Linked DNA regions of Xenopus laevis: region 1 is linked to region 2. A link is a contact called in public Hi-C data. All regions are on one chromosome and are shown on one strand. Each heading gives the region's core, a stretch centred on a gene start, on an enhancer-like site or on the middle of the called end of the contact. The rest is flanking DNA. Distances are from core to core; before and after follow the strand shown.

Region 1 (7,661 bases), core at 2,496-4,995, 190 kb before region 2:
GTAGCTGGGGTGAGATTTTTTGTTGAATGTCTATTTGCTCTCCTACATAGATACTTCTGAAGGCCAATGTGAAAGTCAACTTGGGTGAATTTTGTAGGAGAACATAATTTGTTCGCCAAGATGTTCTAGGAACTGTGGCTGAATGAATGATGTGCTGTTTTCAAAAGTGTGTAAACTTATTATGGAAGACCCTGACCAAATATCTGGTCTCAATACGAGGCCTGAACCAAATATGTCCAAAAACCACTGACCTAGAAGCTTGCTATTATAACAAATACATGCAAACCCTGAAGCAACAAAAGCTGAGCAAAGAGACCAGTGTTCACCCCAAGAATACATTTGGTAGCTCTGTATTCGTAAGGGGCATGCAGGTAAGGCATAGAGGCATCCCCAGATGCCAATCAGATTTTTTTTACGAGGAGCAAAATGCGGTCAGACTGCAGGTGCAGTCCCATCATTCATGTTGTCTGTAAGAGGTAATTGAACACATATTTTCCCCTTCAAACTACATTCTTGGATAGCTAATATAAAAATTATATCTAAAAAAATACCAACAAACAAAAAGCTTTTTTTGGGGGATTTAAATCCATTTAAATGAGGAATTGCAACCCTAGGTGACAATGCACATGGCTGCTTTAGCCTTAAATGCCACATTTATATTAGACTATAATATTGGCATATAATTGTTTTCCGACCAAAGTGTTTATTCTGTGAAAGAATCAGTGTCCTTGGCATAACAAGAATGTTCTCTGTATTTAGCTGCGGATCGGGGGGTGATAAAAGCACTCGGCTGAGTTAGTAGGTGTTTGTTTTTAGTCTGAAGGCCATTCAGAATGAGGCTCATATTTACCCAATAGCTAAGTTACAGGGTAAAAAAGAAAAAAACATCAGTTACACCACTTGTCAGACCCCTGCCCCCATCATATGAATAGAGGGCAGTTCTTTCTCAAAGCTATGGATTTCTATCTGTATTCTAGGAGAAGATACACATGATGTTCAGAAAGGTGGGGAGGCCATTTATAAATACACATTACCCTGGACCTTTACAACCCCATCACTATCTACAAGCAACATATATTTATTCCAGCATGTGTGTGCCAATCAATACTTTGTACTGCATTTCTAAACTGAAGAAGGGGGTGCACAAGACTCTGGCCTCCACATATAAGAAGTCCAGTTTACCTGGCATTGATAATCTCATTAGCTTCTGCACTTGCCATTTGCAGCACGGATTAAGGGGTTCATCTCAGAATCTGTTCAGCCAAACATATTCCAATGTATCTTCTTTGATAAATTGACAATTCTCAATTGATTCACAAAAGTGCTGATACCCAAAGTGTTCAGCACTTAAATGAGAAAAATATGGAGCTTCTAGGAATCCATCAGTTTTCCCCAGCTCTTCATTTGCTAAACCTGCCCCTTCATGTCAGACAAGAAGAGGAAAGCTGCTTTTTGGGGTAACCGTTCCTTCCTTTCCTTCATGGCGAAAGCTGCAAGGCTACATCAATCATTTAACAAAAAGACACATTTTCATCAAACAGAAATCAACCTGAGCTTTACAGCTAATAAAATTGTTATTGTTGTTTTTTCTGTTGGAATCATTGAATTCCTTTTCTGTTCTTCAGTCAACTGCTTAATTTGTTTGGAATTAGGTTAAAACAGAAAATGAATCTATCAGTTATAACTTTTCCTGCTGCCAATAAATACATTCAACAAAAAACACAACGTGTTCAATATATTTTCAGTTAAAAGAAACAAAGGTGGAAATAATGTAGACTTTAGTGCATGCCCCTCTCTGTCTCTTCAGCTCATGGGTTGATTAAGTGGGAGGCATTCAAGCTTGGCCCATGCAATGTTGCCTTAACGTTCTTCAACTAATTATATTCAACTGATACTCAACTGATGCTCAACTGCACTGTGCCAGGGTTGGGACTTTCATGGCCTTTGTGGCACAGGTATTGTACGGGACCAGTCACAATGGATCTTTAGAAAATATTTTGTATATCTGGAATTTGTTGTCATTTTGTGTCATTATATTCTAAGTATCTACATGTGCCCTAAGAAAGTGCTACCAAACTATAGGCAGCCCCTGTACAAGTGGGACAAATTCTTCTGTATGAACTATTTTTACTTGGATAGATGAATGTATTTGTAATATCAGCTAAATGGAGTGAGCTGAAAAAATTATGAATCCCAAAAGGTGGCACTGAACCAAAAACATCATGTTCACTCCTATTGACTCAATGGCACTTTATGTAGGAGCTTAGGGTGGGTCATTGTAGAACACTGAGCAGAAACAAGAGGTGTACACATGCAACAGAATGAACACCCACACCAGGTTTACATGTGTAACACCCTTTACCTCAACAGCTGAAAACGTGGAGTGACCTGAGGCACATGCTACAATTGCACCTGTTTCATATATACATAAACAGGCAAGAGGGGTTAATTCCAGCACACCCTATTAATTACCTTGAAAAATACTGATATAGAAAATTCCTAAAGCAGAGGCTTTCAGGCTTGTTCTTCAACACTTGGCAGCTAATTGGCTCATTCAAGACTTGGCAGCTTATTGGTTCATTTGTGGGGCCCTCCGATGGGCTTCCCCAATGAATATATGGCTCGTTGATGCAGTCTTTACTCCAAATGCCTATATCTCCTTCATTGTGATCCGATTGTTGTGCCCTAGAGCCTACTGATAAGATCAGCCCAATTAAAGGTGGGCATATGGGGGAAAGATCTGCTCATTTGGCAACCTCCCCTTTAAGATCTTTAAGATATAGAGATTTATAAAATAGTCACAAAAGTCCCACGGCCTACTATAGTTCCCATAATGTATAAAATATATTAAACTTAAAGTCATGTGAACACATATCATATGTAAAAACAGAATAAGAAGAATAAGAGTTTTTGCTGTGAAAACAGACCGAGCTTGGAAATTCACATGGTAAAAACAAACAGAAAACAAAAGACACAAAAAAAAGGACACTTACTGTTTTTTGAGACATGTCATTGGACTGACGTTGTTGGCTCTAAAATTATGCGTGATAGATTTTAGCCCTTCTACCCATTGCTGAAAGACAGACAAACACACGGAACATATAAGGAAATATACGCTACACATACGGGCAAAGCCAGACTGCTCACATGTTACTTTACAATGGAAACGGTACAATATACTCTGCAGTTATTCTGTAAATCTCTTGTACACATTGGGCAACAGAAAGTACTAAAACTACAGCATAAATACATATTTACACACGTGTCATCTAATGCTCACTAACACATTTATCTTCTATTTTCAGGCCAGTCAGTGAATAAAAAACACAGTAAGAAGTTTGCGTGGGATTCCCCCCACGGCTGATAACATTGACCATATGATTTGAATGTGATTGTAAGCTCTGCTGGGGCAGGGGCTGATGTGTCTGATAATCTCTGTAAAGTGCTGTGGAATGGGTCATTGATAATAATAGTAGGAATAACAATGTACAGAAATACTGATCATCTGGAAAACAATGATAACACTGAAAACTTTGTTGGTTATGCACAGTGTGCAAGCAAAGCACAAAGAACATGGATTGCAAGAACAAAGGTACAAATGTGGGGTAACTTGCGCCACTGTCTTTCAACAATTACATTAAATAACAATTAACCATACAAAATGCAAATCCTTTTGTACTATCAGTATTCAGCTGTGTGCTTGTCTGTGGGAATGCTAGTGGTCAGTCTAACTAGGGGCCCATGTGACTGATGGGATAATAATCAGGCCCCCTAGAGACCTAGCAGTTTGATTATAGGCTCTAAGAGAAGGGGCATCTGCATGTGACTTTCGCTCTCCTTTAACTCCCTGCCCGGCCTCTTCCCAATCGACATCTTTGTGCTAAACACTTGATTTCAATTTGCTTTGCAGGTTTGTCCAATAAATTGGCTCCATTCACACGTATTATAAATCCATTTCACACTTGGCTGAATTGCAGAAATAAAACCAGGGAAGAAATGCAGAAATAATGAACGGACAACATGAACCTTTGTGCTATTTCAATTACTTGTTTTCCCTCTAATTGCCACATTCACATTCCTAACGAGCAGGAGCAATTGGCTGGCCCTGACCCCACATCAAGCCCTGGCACCAAATGTTTATTATTGACATGGCAATTGCTCTTTTGACCAGGCCTGGACTGGCAATCTATGGTTTCTGGCAAATGCCAGAGGGATTGCTATAAGGTGCCATAGAAACTCAGTATTTAGTGGGCTGGTGGGGGCTGTTTGGGCCTCTGTGTGGGCTGATTGGGCCTCTGTGTACCTGAAATGCCAGGGCCGATTTTAATTCACAGTCCAGACCTGCTTTTTAAAGATGTTTGCATCTTTAATAGAGAGATGGGCACTGACACATTTCGTGCGATGACATTCCAATCTAAAAGGTGTAAGAGAACAGAATCCTCTTATCTGACCACAGGAAAAAGCAGAACGTTACTGGTTAACTTGTGATAGGATTGCAGGGCAACTAAAGTCATGGCTCATACTAATGCATATATGCAGTATAATTTATATATAACCCCATGTCAGAGGACAAGAGGGAAAAAACAGACCCTTTTTGACATGAGCTCATCCACCGCCTGTGTAACACGGTGAATAATATGAATTTATCAGATATAGATACACTGTATATGCATTTGGTTAAACATACACAAAAGATCCAGCTATAATAGTCTGTATGTCAACTCCAAACCACCCCCAGCCTGACCCAGAGTGCTGCCGTTTTATGCCCCCTGCTTTGTCTCTGATGTCACTGGAGGGGCAGGTGCAAGTGTACAAAGAGCGCGCGGGCTGATGACGAATAGCCGCTCTAATGGGTGGGGATTGCTGTGCACTAAAAAAATGATCCTCTGAGCCTCCCCTCCGTGGGTTCCCCAGGTTTTGGGCCAGTCCACCCATCACTACTGTGCTCTTAGGGAACAGCTCCCCAGCCCACTTAGGTGTAATACAACTTCTCCCTCATCTTGTTTCTATTGATAGCGAGAGCTGCACAGATTCTCTGCAGGGAGAGGAACTTCCCACAATCCTTCCTTTCACAAAAGAACAAGGGGAGGGGCTGCAGGACTTTGTGAGTCGAAAGTTGAAAATTGGTTCCTTCGAGCCACTGTCATGGTTTCCTTTCAATCAGGAATGTGGAATCAGGTATGTCGGTGTAAAAAGTCTATTTATAGTTGTATACCTACATACAGGAATGCACCCTTTCTACATAATCCCAATGGAATGAGCTTGCGCCAAAAAGGGGGACATTTTCCTTTTAGCAGTTTTCTCACCACTTTTTGGTATAATTCATTAAAGCTTTATAAATATACTCCTTAGTGTATTCCCAGAATAACAGAAGCCCCCTATCCCCATGCCATTCCTTAGGAAGGTCTGGGAGAGAACATTAGGGACTTATCTATTTTTATAACAATGTTCTATGTGAGAGAGGCTTGGGGAGGGCAGGACTTCCTTGTACCCAGTGATTAATTATCAAGCTGAAATTGCAGCACATGATTATTCCTCCTTTTAACATGTGTCTCTTTTTAGACTGACAAATATCCCAGAAGGGGTCTCGTCATCAATAAAACCTTTAACCTTTCAGAATGAAAAGACCTATTGAAGCATTGTTTGGAAACGTTATTACTTTCACTAATTTGACATCCAAGCTCCATAAAGCCAGTGTAAGCTCTCTGCTCCTGGCATGAAACAAGCTGCACAAACTTTCAGTAAATCCTAATAAAATCTGCTGTATCTGAAGGGGAGCTGTTGAAGTTCCGATCTCCGCTGGGTGTCGATAGAGAGTCACAAATCAGCTGGGACATTAACATAGAAATGTAACGTGCAGTGCCAAAAGCACACACGTGGGCACCCATTCCGATTAGAAGAAAGGGGGTTTGGCTCAGTTTTGGGAAGGGGTTTGTTCCAGTGAGAGCTGTGAAGATGTACAATTCTTCCTGCATTAGTGGTACAGGCTGATACATTAGATAGCTTTAAGGAGTTGGATGGCTTTTTAGCAAGGGAAGGAATACAGGGTTATGGAAGATAGCTCATAGTACAAGTTGATCCAGGGACTGGTCCTATTGCAGATTTAGGAAGGAATTTTAACCCCTCTAAGGCAAATTGGAGAGGCTTCAAATGGGGTTTTCGCCTTCCTCTGGATCAACTAGCAGTTAGGCAGGTTATATATAGACTTAAGGTTGAACTTGATGGACATGTGTCTTTTTTAAACCTAATTTATGATGTTCTGTTCATGGGATAATTTGGGTGGGGTAAGTGGGTAAAGGGGACCTACTCCTAATGTCTATAGGTTAAGTGGGGATTCAAGGGCAGGGCTGAAGCTGTTGTGGGTGCAGGGTTCAAGGGTTGCTGGATATGCCTTAAATACATTCCAACCCCTCCAGCCCTTCTTTTCTCCTGTAAGTCCTTCCCTGTAGTGGTGTAAGTATAGATGGACAAGCCTTGGTGGCGTCTCTATAAAGGTCACACTATGAGCCCTGTTCTATGGACACGCAGACTTCGACACCCTAGTGCACATCAGAAGCATCAACATCACTAATGTTTTCCTTAACATAATAAGCAGCATTTCATCTTCATACACGCAAGGGTAGGAACGTTCCATCTGTAACTAAATCTGGGTCACAGTGTCAATGCTCATTTCCTCCTCAGCGAATAATTGTACTTATAATATATCAGACCGTTACATCAGGGAGGACGAAGCTTCCTTTGCAAATATTGCTGTGATATTCCCGGCTTCCGCTCCCTGGATCAATAGGAATACGGCATGAGTAATTCAGCAGGTTACAAAGGCGCTGAAGCTCAATACTTTCCCCTCTGCAAAGCAAGGATACAAAGAGAAAGCCTTGTGGGGAACTGGGGGCTGGGATCATTAAAATTAAATTGTAGCATGTACGCTATGAGCAGCATTGCAGTTGGTGTTTGGCCTTCGTACAGCTGCTTGGATTAGTAGATTATTATGGCTAGAGCTCTCTATTGTGCAATAAAAAAGCCCACTGGAGACAAAACAAAATGTGATTATAAAGAATTGTGTGCACAAAATATTCCTTCTTTGATTTTTTTTTTACATTTGGATAAGTGGGAGCTGCCATACTGCCTAACATGAAAAAATGTAGCAAGTCTTAGAACAGCATGAGCAACATAATGTATAAACACATCTGTCCAAAGAAGTGAGGCCTCATTTACAAAGTGTAGCGCAGGACACAAAACAATTCAGGGCAAAGACCTGCACCTCTCGCTTAAATACAGTCCAGCCTGCAATCATTCAGAGGGGGCATCCCCTATCTTGTGCGTACCAGGAAGAGCCAGGGCGAACAAGAGGCAGAGGGTCCCTATACCTAATACCTGCCAATGATTTTAGTGTACAGGGCTGCATCGTGCCTACTGGGTGCCAGATTTAGTAAGGTGCAAAGTGCACTGAAATCCCAAAAGCACAACTGTCCACCCCTTAGGACCTTAGTGCCCATGGGACCAATAAATGAAGCCCCTGTTTTATACTTTACCATGTACTTATGTGATTATCACCACAGATAAACAGAGTATAGTTTTCCATTTCTATTCCAAACGTTGTTAAGTGTAAGATATACAGTTTGGGAAGTGAATGGAGAATATGTATCGGCACGGGAGCTGTC
Region 2 (7,465 bases), core at 243-2,742:
AAACGGCAACAATCCACCGTGAAAGATTTTGCTGTGATAAAAAAGCCACAAAATTGTCACTGAGACAACAAAGTCGCCATAAGAAAAAAAAACGCCCATTAGAACAAAAAAGTCGCCTAGACAAAAAAATTGGCACAAAAAAAAACATCCATTGACTTTATTGCATTTGTAGTGTGTATAAAAATTTGTTGTGTAAAAAAATGTTGACACCCGTTGTGTTTCACAAATTTTTTAGATTTTTCAGATTCGCTCATCACTCGTATAGTTACGATAGAAACCCCAGAAGTGTTGAGTTGAAATAATCACAAATAACCAAAATTAATTGGCTCGTTCTTGGAATTTTAGAAATGGTGAAAAAAAAAGGTTTATTCAGTTGAGGTTTAGGTTCCTCAAGGGAATCGTCAAGAATATAACCCAGATGGACAACCTGATGCTCTTTAGATGGCATGGTGTTTAAATGAACATATTATGCTTAGGTATATAGGGGATTTGCATTTGAATAACAAGAGCAATGATTGTACATTTACCTGTTAAGACACTTAATATGAGATCTTCTGTTTTAGCAGGAACCTTCACAGAACCTGGGTGTTACAAGAGCACATTGTTCGGGCAATGTCATAACTCGGCATTGTATTACATCACATTTTCGCAACATTCAGTACCATGAACAAAACTACAGGCCCAATGTGAAAGCCAACAATCCCACTGTTTTCTTTTTGCTCATGTGAGCAAAGCAAACCTCTCGGAAAAGTGTGAGGGCAGAGAGGCAGGTGGGTTCAAATAAGTCTCTGTGTGCATTGCAATTTGTTGAATACACTTGGCCTTGAATTATGCAAGTGCACAAGCACATGTCTAATAGGGGGCCATTAGAGGAGCCATCTAAATAGACAGGTTAAAGGCAACACAAGAAATATGCACATCCTTATTGTAGCCTTTCTATTGCAGGTGAGTAGGGGCAAGGAAAGCTGTAGGACAAAGTTCCTATGCTGACAGGCTCTTAAAGAATCAAAAGAATAACACTGAATTAGAAACACAGACTATGTAAAGTCACTTTAAATGCAACAGACCCTTCATGGTGTCTTGTGATTCTAATCAGAAAGAAAAGTGACTCGATTCCTGGCCCTGGGGTCCTGCAGGATTACTGGCTATGGGTTTGCATGGATAACGTTTAAACCAGTGGCGTAACTAGATGTTACTGGGCCCCACAGCAAATATATTTTAGGACCCCCAAAATATCCAGAGGTTGTCCTGTTTTACCGATATATATTGAAATTGCTCAAAATTATCTCCCGTTCCCCCCTGCAACCACAGGGTCTGCTTCCTCTGTATTTACGCCTCTGGATTATACATTGGTTGTAGTTTATTTTTGGTAGCCAGTGTGTAATAGTGATCCCCGCTGGCCCAGTTGAGGGTTTTTAATTTTAATGCAGCACCTTACCTGGAGCAGCACCTTACAGTACATGGAGCAGCACCTTACCTGGAACAGGCTGACTCTGTACAGTTGGGCACGTTGGCTTGGGGGTGAGGGTGGAAGCATGATTCAAGCCATTTTCTGCTGGAGCTGGCCTGGGCTCACTGTTTGCCTCTGATGGGGCCTCCCCGGCTTCTACCTGCAACAAGAAGCAAAAAAAGTGTATTAAAGTAGAAACCACCACTGTTATAAACCAATCCAACTATCCAGTTATTTATATTCAGAAATGTGTTTGTGCATTTCTCAACCAAACCTGCAACCAACACTCTCATGTTATGAGTCACTGACGCATTTCCCCCGCTCTCATTCCAGCAATTTGCCATTCACGACTGGCACACAGCATGGTTGGGTTTTTGCAGCAGGAAAACAAATGTTAGGTTGAAGTAGCAGTAATACACCATTTGTACATCATGATTAAACACCTAACCATCCGTCTTACACCTCTAATTACGCCACAATTATAAGCCATGGATACGCTGTAGCATAAATCACATAGCAAACATTTCTAAATCATATGTCACATCAAGTCGTATATCTGATTTATGCTGGAGAATTATTAGCAGACCTTTCAGCCAACCCAGATCTTTCTGGAGCCACCCATATTTATATTGCAGGTTGGTGCGGATCAGGGGCCAAACATCTGTTTTCAGATCTGTTTTCAAATGGTCCTAACAAATACAAATTTGGTATAGGACTAGGGCAGATTAAGCAGTGCCGGTGTTATGCGCTGTAGTAGTATGGGTTAAATAAAGTCTGTAAGTGTTTCTTGTCTTTCTTTCATGTTTATAAAAATCAAAACACATTTTTTCTCATCAAAGTGCATTTTCTTCCTCCATTTTTGAGCAATTTGGTTGCCACAACAAATAACTGTGGATGGGCGCAGCACAATTAACTCATAGATTTAACTCATGGCAGGGTACCGTAAATTGGGAATTGGCACTATCCCCAAACTCCACTACTATTCCTTCTCCCCCAACTAAGAGGGTCTCATTCCAAGTCTGTCCTTCTCCATAGGACTTATTTCACTCCAGGCGCTACATGCATTCCAGCCTTTATATACCACCAGTACCAACCTGACTCACTGGTACCAACCCCCCTCCTACATTGATGGCCCTAAGCAACTGGTGCCTATATCCAATGCTAGCAGGTTTCCAATCCAAACACACACTTTACTCCACCAACAGAGGAATGTATCTATGGGATGCCCCTACCACCTCCCTACAAGCTCCTGCTCTATAAAGCACCATTATGAGTGCACTATTTGACAGCCCCGTACATACACTACAGCACTGAATTTTAACACATGTCAGCTCTCTTGGTTCAACTATATACATTTACCCCCCAGCAGGGTGGAGACGGAAAGGGTATAACAATGTATGGAGTGGAATGCACATGGGCAGAAATTGCTTGGATTTCATAGGACATCTGTGGATCTGTCAGAAGCACTGGTCCTATAGGTGCAAAGGTCTCAGATACCACAAGCCACTCCCTTTATCTGGTTATTTGCAAAACCCCTAAATAAATATTTATAAAGGGAAAATTTTGTCTGCAGCTCTCCAGCTGTTACGCTACATATGAAAGCAGGACACCGGATGGAAATTTGATTTAAACATGTCACATAGCCCCGTGTGTGCACCAGGGAGTTTCCCTTAGAGACATCAAGCAGACTTGCAATTCCAGTGCAATTTTCTCTTTTTTTTTGTTTACAGATATTGGCATATATCATATATAGCAGCTAGTCAACTCCAGATTGTGAGTTAGACCGAGTGCTGGCAATTATCTTTCTATGTTTTGTGTACAAATCATAGTCAAATTTTGCCTATACATGACGTTCAGCCTTTAAAATGATTTATAGATGTATGTTAACTGGTCTTATTACTTAGTCACATTGGTTGCTTCATTTTAAATGCACTACATACTTAGAATGCTAATGGATAGTGTAGGACAATGAGAGGCCTTGACGTGGTACGTGAGCTTACATATTTTGGTCAAAGTGTGGTACTAACACCTAATTTTTTGGAAGAATTGTCTTTAAAGGCAAACCGTGAGCTTTCTTCTTCTTTTTTGTGTACAAATATTGACTTTTTATTGTTTATAGCAGCTGCTTAACTCCAGATTGTGGGTTAGACCTGCAGATTTCTTTCTGTGTTTCAGTTGCAATTCCCTTTATTCGTTCTGTAGCACCTTGTACATTTGTATAAACTGAATCTCCAATAAGCAGAGTTAATAAAGCACCATCGAAGAAAGAAAATTCACCTAATGCAGTGATTCTCATTGTGGCACCGTGACCCAGTTATTTGATCCTTTTTTTTTCTTTTGCCTTTCTTATACAGTGACATCCAGTACAGAGTGTAAGCCCTGCCATTCTTTGGGTGCTATATAGGATGCTCTTTAATAGGGTGGAAGGCCTACGCTACTTGCTTTCCTTAACATGGGTTTAAAGATACGGCGCCATCTAGTGGTCAACTTGTTCACTACATTTTACACTAAGATGATACCTTAATCTTTCTCTCCATTGATTGAACTGGAAAGGATTCACACAACAAACATTCAAGAGGATTACAATCATCTTCAACTGGAATTTTTCCTTTGGCTTTCTGGATTGCTGTACAGGACACATATGTGTGTCACATTTCTTGTGCATGAGACACAGAATTATAAATGAACTTGGTGAAGGTCACAAGCAACAGACACAGGAATAGAAAAAAGACCCTCTGACACAGGATCTATCATACGGAATAATGTTAGGCCCTAGAGCCTAAAGGTGTGGGCACCCAAGACAGGCTCCCATCACTGTTTGTCACCTTGCATGCCCCTGGCAGTGACTAGGGGAATGCAGGCAGAAGAGGCTCAGCACCCTGCACCGTTGCACCCTACGCACATGTCCATTATGCTGGCACTGCCATACTCTCCACAGAGAGATTACTGCATCTCTAAATAAACAGACTTTGGTTCACAAAGTGAACACCCTGACCTGCTTAAGGCTCTCTGTGGACCAGTTATTTGGACTATAATATACTTTATGCCTTTTATACTTCATTCAGCACCTTGGGGGGATTTGTGAGTGGCTCCCCTTCAGCTCCCCTTAGCTGGTTTTATTGCGTGGCACCTCACACAAAATGCATAAGGCTATTCACGGACATACTGTATTCTTTAAACAATAAAATACTTTTTTGTGAGTGGTGTCCTGTTACCCTTAGTTGAAGGTTTGGGGTGTCGCACCTTGTGGCACAAAATGTGCAAGGCTCTTGTAACCTGAACAATAACATATTTTTTGCTTTTTAGACTTTATTCTGCTTGCTGGGCGGTTTTTGAGTGCCAGCCCTATTTATGTGTTCTATGGTGTCCCGCTCCCCTTAGCTAAAGGCTTGGGGTATGGCACAAAATGTGTAAGGCTCTTGTTATTTGAACACTATGTTTTGCTTTTTAGACTTTATTCTGCATGCTGTGAGTTTGTGTGTGTGAGTGAGTGAGTGCCTGCTCAAGTTACACTTTCTATGGTGCCCTGCTTCCCTTAGCCGAAGATTCAGAGCATGGCACCTTGAGGCACAAAACGCATAAGGTTTTTATGGACCTGGCATTTGAACAACAAAATTTTTGCTTTTATTGCTTAGATTGGGAGTTCTGACATGTGAAAATGTTGTCGTGAAATCCATAACAAAATGCCTTGGTTTGACCCATCGGCATTGCTTTTGCTGGTATAGGCAGCGAAGGGCACATCGTGGCACACAATCTTTCTGAGATTCCACATGCTCCAGTTCTTTCCATCCCTTGATAAACTAAAAAACAATGAGCTGCGTCCCACGACTACTGAACACCGTTCTTTTCTGCAAATACATACAGGTCAAAGACGATGTTCTCGCTACTGAAATAGTTTCCCCGGCGGCTGATGCCCCAGATAACTTTGCTCTTTGGAGACACAAGTGTGTGCCCTCATTCAGAGCCACAGCCACAGGAACACCAACCCAACATTATTTTCCGAGTTAACTTTACTTGCGGATAAAGATTCGGAATGAAGAAAATGTAGGTCACTAATCAGCACATCATTTATAATTTACAGCAAAGTGAATTCAGTTGAATGAATGTGTTTCATGTGCAAGAATGTTCTAAAAATATAGAATTCTGAAGAATTCTGAAGAATTCTGAAGTGCCTGGGCAGAACAAACAAAAACTATGAAAAATGTATTATTTATTATTAGTAAGGCCAGGGAAGTCAATAGACCCAGGCATCCATTATTCTGCTTAACTGACCTCGTTTATTTACTTTCCACCTTCAGGAGAATGAAACCTGCTGGTCGGACCAGAACCTTGCTCCGATTATTATCCAATTAATCCCCCTTCTTGCACTCCTACCCGGGTATAAATATAGGGGGCCCAGGAAAACGGAAAAGGGTTGACAGATCCAGGTAATAAGTTCCACTGCCACCATGGGGCAGGCATTGCAGCCCCACTTCATTGGGGAAATGGAAAGCCTCAAAAGAAATTTTGAATGCTCTTCTGATCTGCAATTTAAAATATTTCCCTAGTTTTCCAGATATTAGCAGGTTTTCCAGGGTTATTATAACAAATTTGCAACAACAGCGGCACCTGTTGTCATCTGATATTCCTCTGATAAACTTCAAACAGAAAAACATTACATGAATTTGCGCTGCTCACTAATTCAATTTTCTGGTGAGTGTGAGTGCACAGCAGGTGGCGCTGTTATTTCATTCATTATATCAGCAGTGGTAAAACCGTACAGCCTTTGTTAAATGCATTGCTCATGTATCACTTGAGCCATATAAATGATAGTTATTGTCCCATGTCAGTTGCTGTGGAATTACAAAAGCTTCATTTACAAAAACCTGCTAATATCTTGAAAGTAGAAACAAAAATAAAGCACTTTACAAATGTTCTTAGAAGAGCCCTCTCAGCAAACCTATATTTATTTGTTTAAGAGTTCACTCTTCATAAAAAAATATATAATTACATTTCCACTTTTAGTTGCTGAATTGGCAGTTATAAGGTTATTCAAATTATTTCCCCAAAATGCTACCTGCTGATTGGTTTTATCACATAACCACAATAAAAGAGTGCTAGCACCCTGCATTATATTCAGTATCACAAAGGACAACTTTACCTCCTTCTTAACTTCCTCTTCATCTTCCAGAGTGAGTGCAGCCAATTGCCTTGATCTTTGCTCCATCAAATTCACATACCGGATCGGATTTGATAAAGCTTCAATCACATCTACAAAAAGATACTCTGCTATGGGAATCCATTCCAACATATATAATGTACATTTACATAGAGAGAGGGAGCCATGAATATTCTGTAAGTAATATCGTTATAAACGGTGCTTAGTGATGTCATGTATTATTATGAGCCACATGGCTCACTTGTATATTATAATAAATTAAGCTTTAAAATAAGAAGTTCCATGACCTGTATAGAAGCTCTGCCTTTGGCCTCATGCCTATACATTGCTATGGAACTCCTCTGTGGCTTATAACACCCTTATATTTTACAACAGGGGGCACAGAAGATCAGAAACCTTATAGCATGCCATTTGGCCTTGTATGAGATCTGCTGATAAGGTTATGGGTACCAAGTGACTATATTATAAACACACTATAAAGCACATAACAAAACTGCCATATTCAGTACTCTAGAATCTGACAGTAACAGAATAAAAGTGCAGAATAAAGAGGCACCTGATTGTGAGACATACACTAAACCAATGAGATAATAGAAATACCTGCGAATGTATCAGGAACATAATCCTTCACTTCTATATACACAAAGATCGCTGGCAGTGTCAGAGGAACATTCTTCTCATTTCTCAGGCAAATGTAGTGGTAACCTAGAAAAATCAGCCAAATCAGCCAAAAATCAGAACAACAGATACACGAGGCCCATAATATTGTACAGTTCCCTCTGCGCCAACCAAGAGAAAAGTGTCAGGGCATGTGGTATTAGTCCTGAGACAGCTCAGTGTGTATTTATACAATTCCA

What was found. A called contact is a pair of places that touch in the nucleus more often than the background predicts.
Region 1: a Hi-C map of the XTC cell line shows a contact between it and region 2, with 3 times the contacts expected there. The contact joins two enhancer-like sites. A contact is called at or near these places in 2 of 4 Hi-C or Micro-C datasets (the XL177 cell line and the XTC cell line).

Annotation. Positions count from the first base shown.
Region 1 is chr5S:26,977,180-26,984,840 of Xenopus_laevis_v10.1, reverse strand. It overlaps plcb4.S (1-phosphatidylinositol 4,5-bisphosphate phosphodiesterase beta-4), which reads right to left. Exons shown (of 41, transcript XM_018265087.2): 9 at 2,994-3,073. Among protein-coding and RNA genes, the nearest start is that of plcb4.S, 89 kb to the right of the region's middle. Within about 2 kb of position 3,745, at least 1 of the 7 cell types and tissues checked has an H3K27ac peak or open chromatin away from gene starts, as enhancers often do.
Region 2 is chr5S:26,785,053-26,792,517 of Xenopus_laevis_v10.1, reverse strand. plcb1.S (1-phosphatidylinositol 4,5-bisphosphate phosphodiesterase beta-1) reads right to left here. Exons shown (of 32, transcript XM_041564338.1): 22 at 7,209-7,313; 23 at 6,591-6,700; 24 at 1,478-1,610; 25 at 528-581. Among protein-coding and RNA genes, the nearest start is that of plcb4.S, 100 kb to the left of the region's middle. Within about 2 kb of position 1,492, at least 1 of the 7 cell types and tissues checked has an H3K27ac peak or open chromatin away from gene starts, as enhancers often do.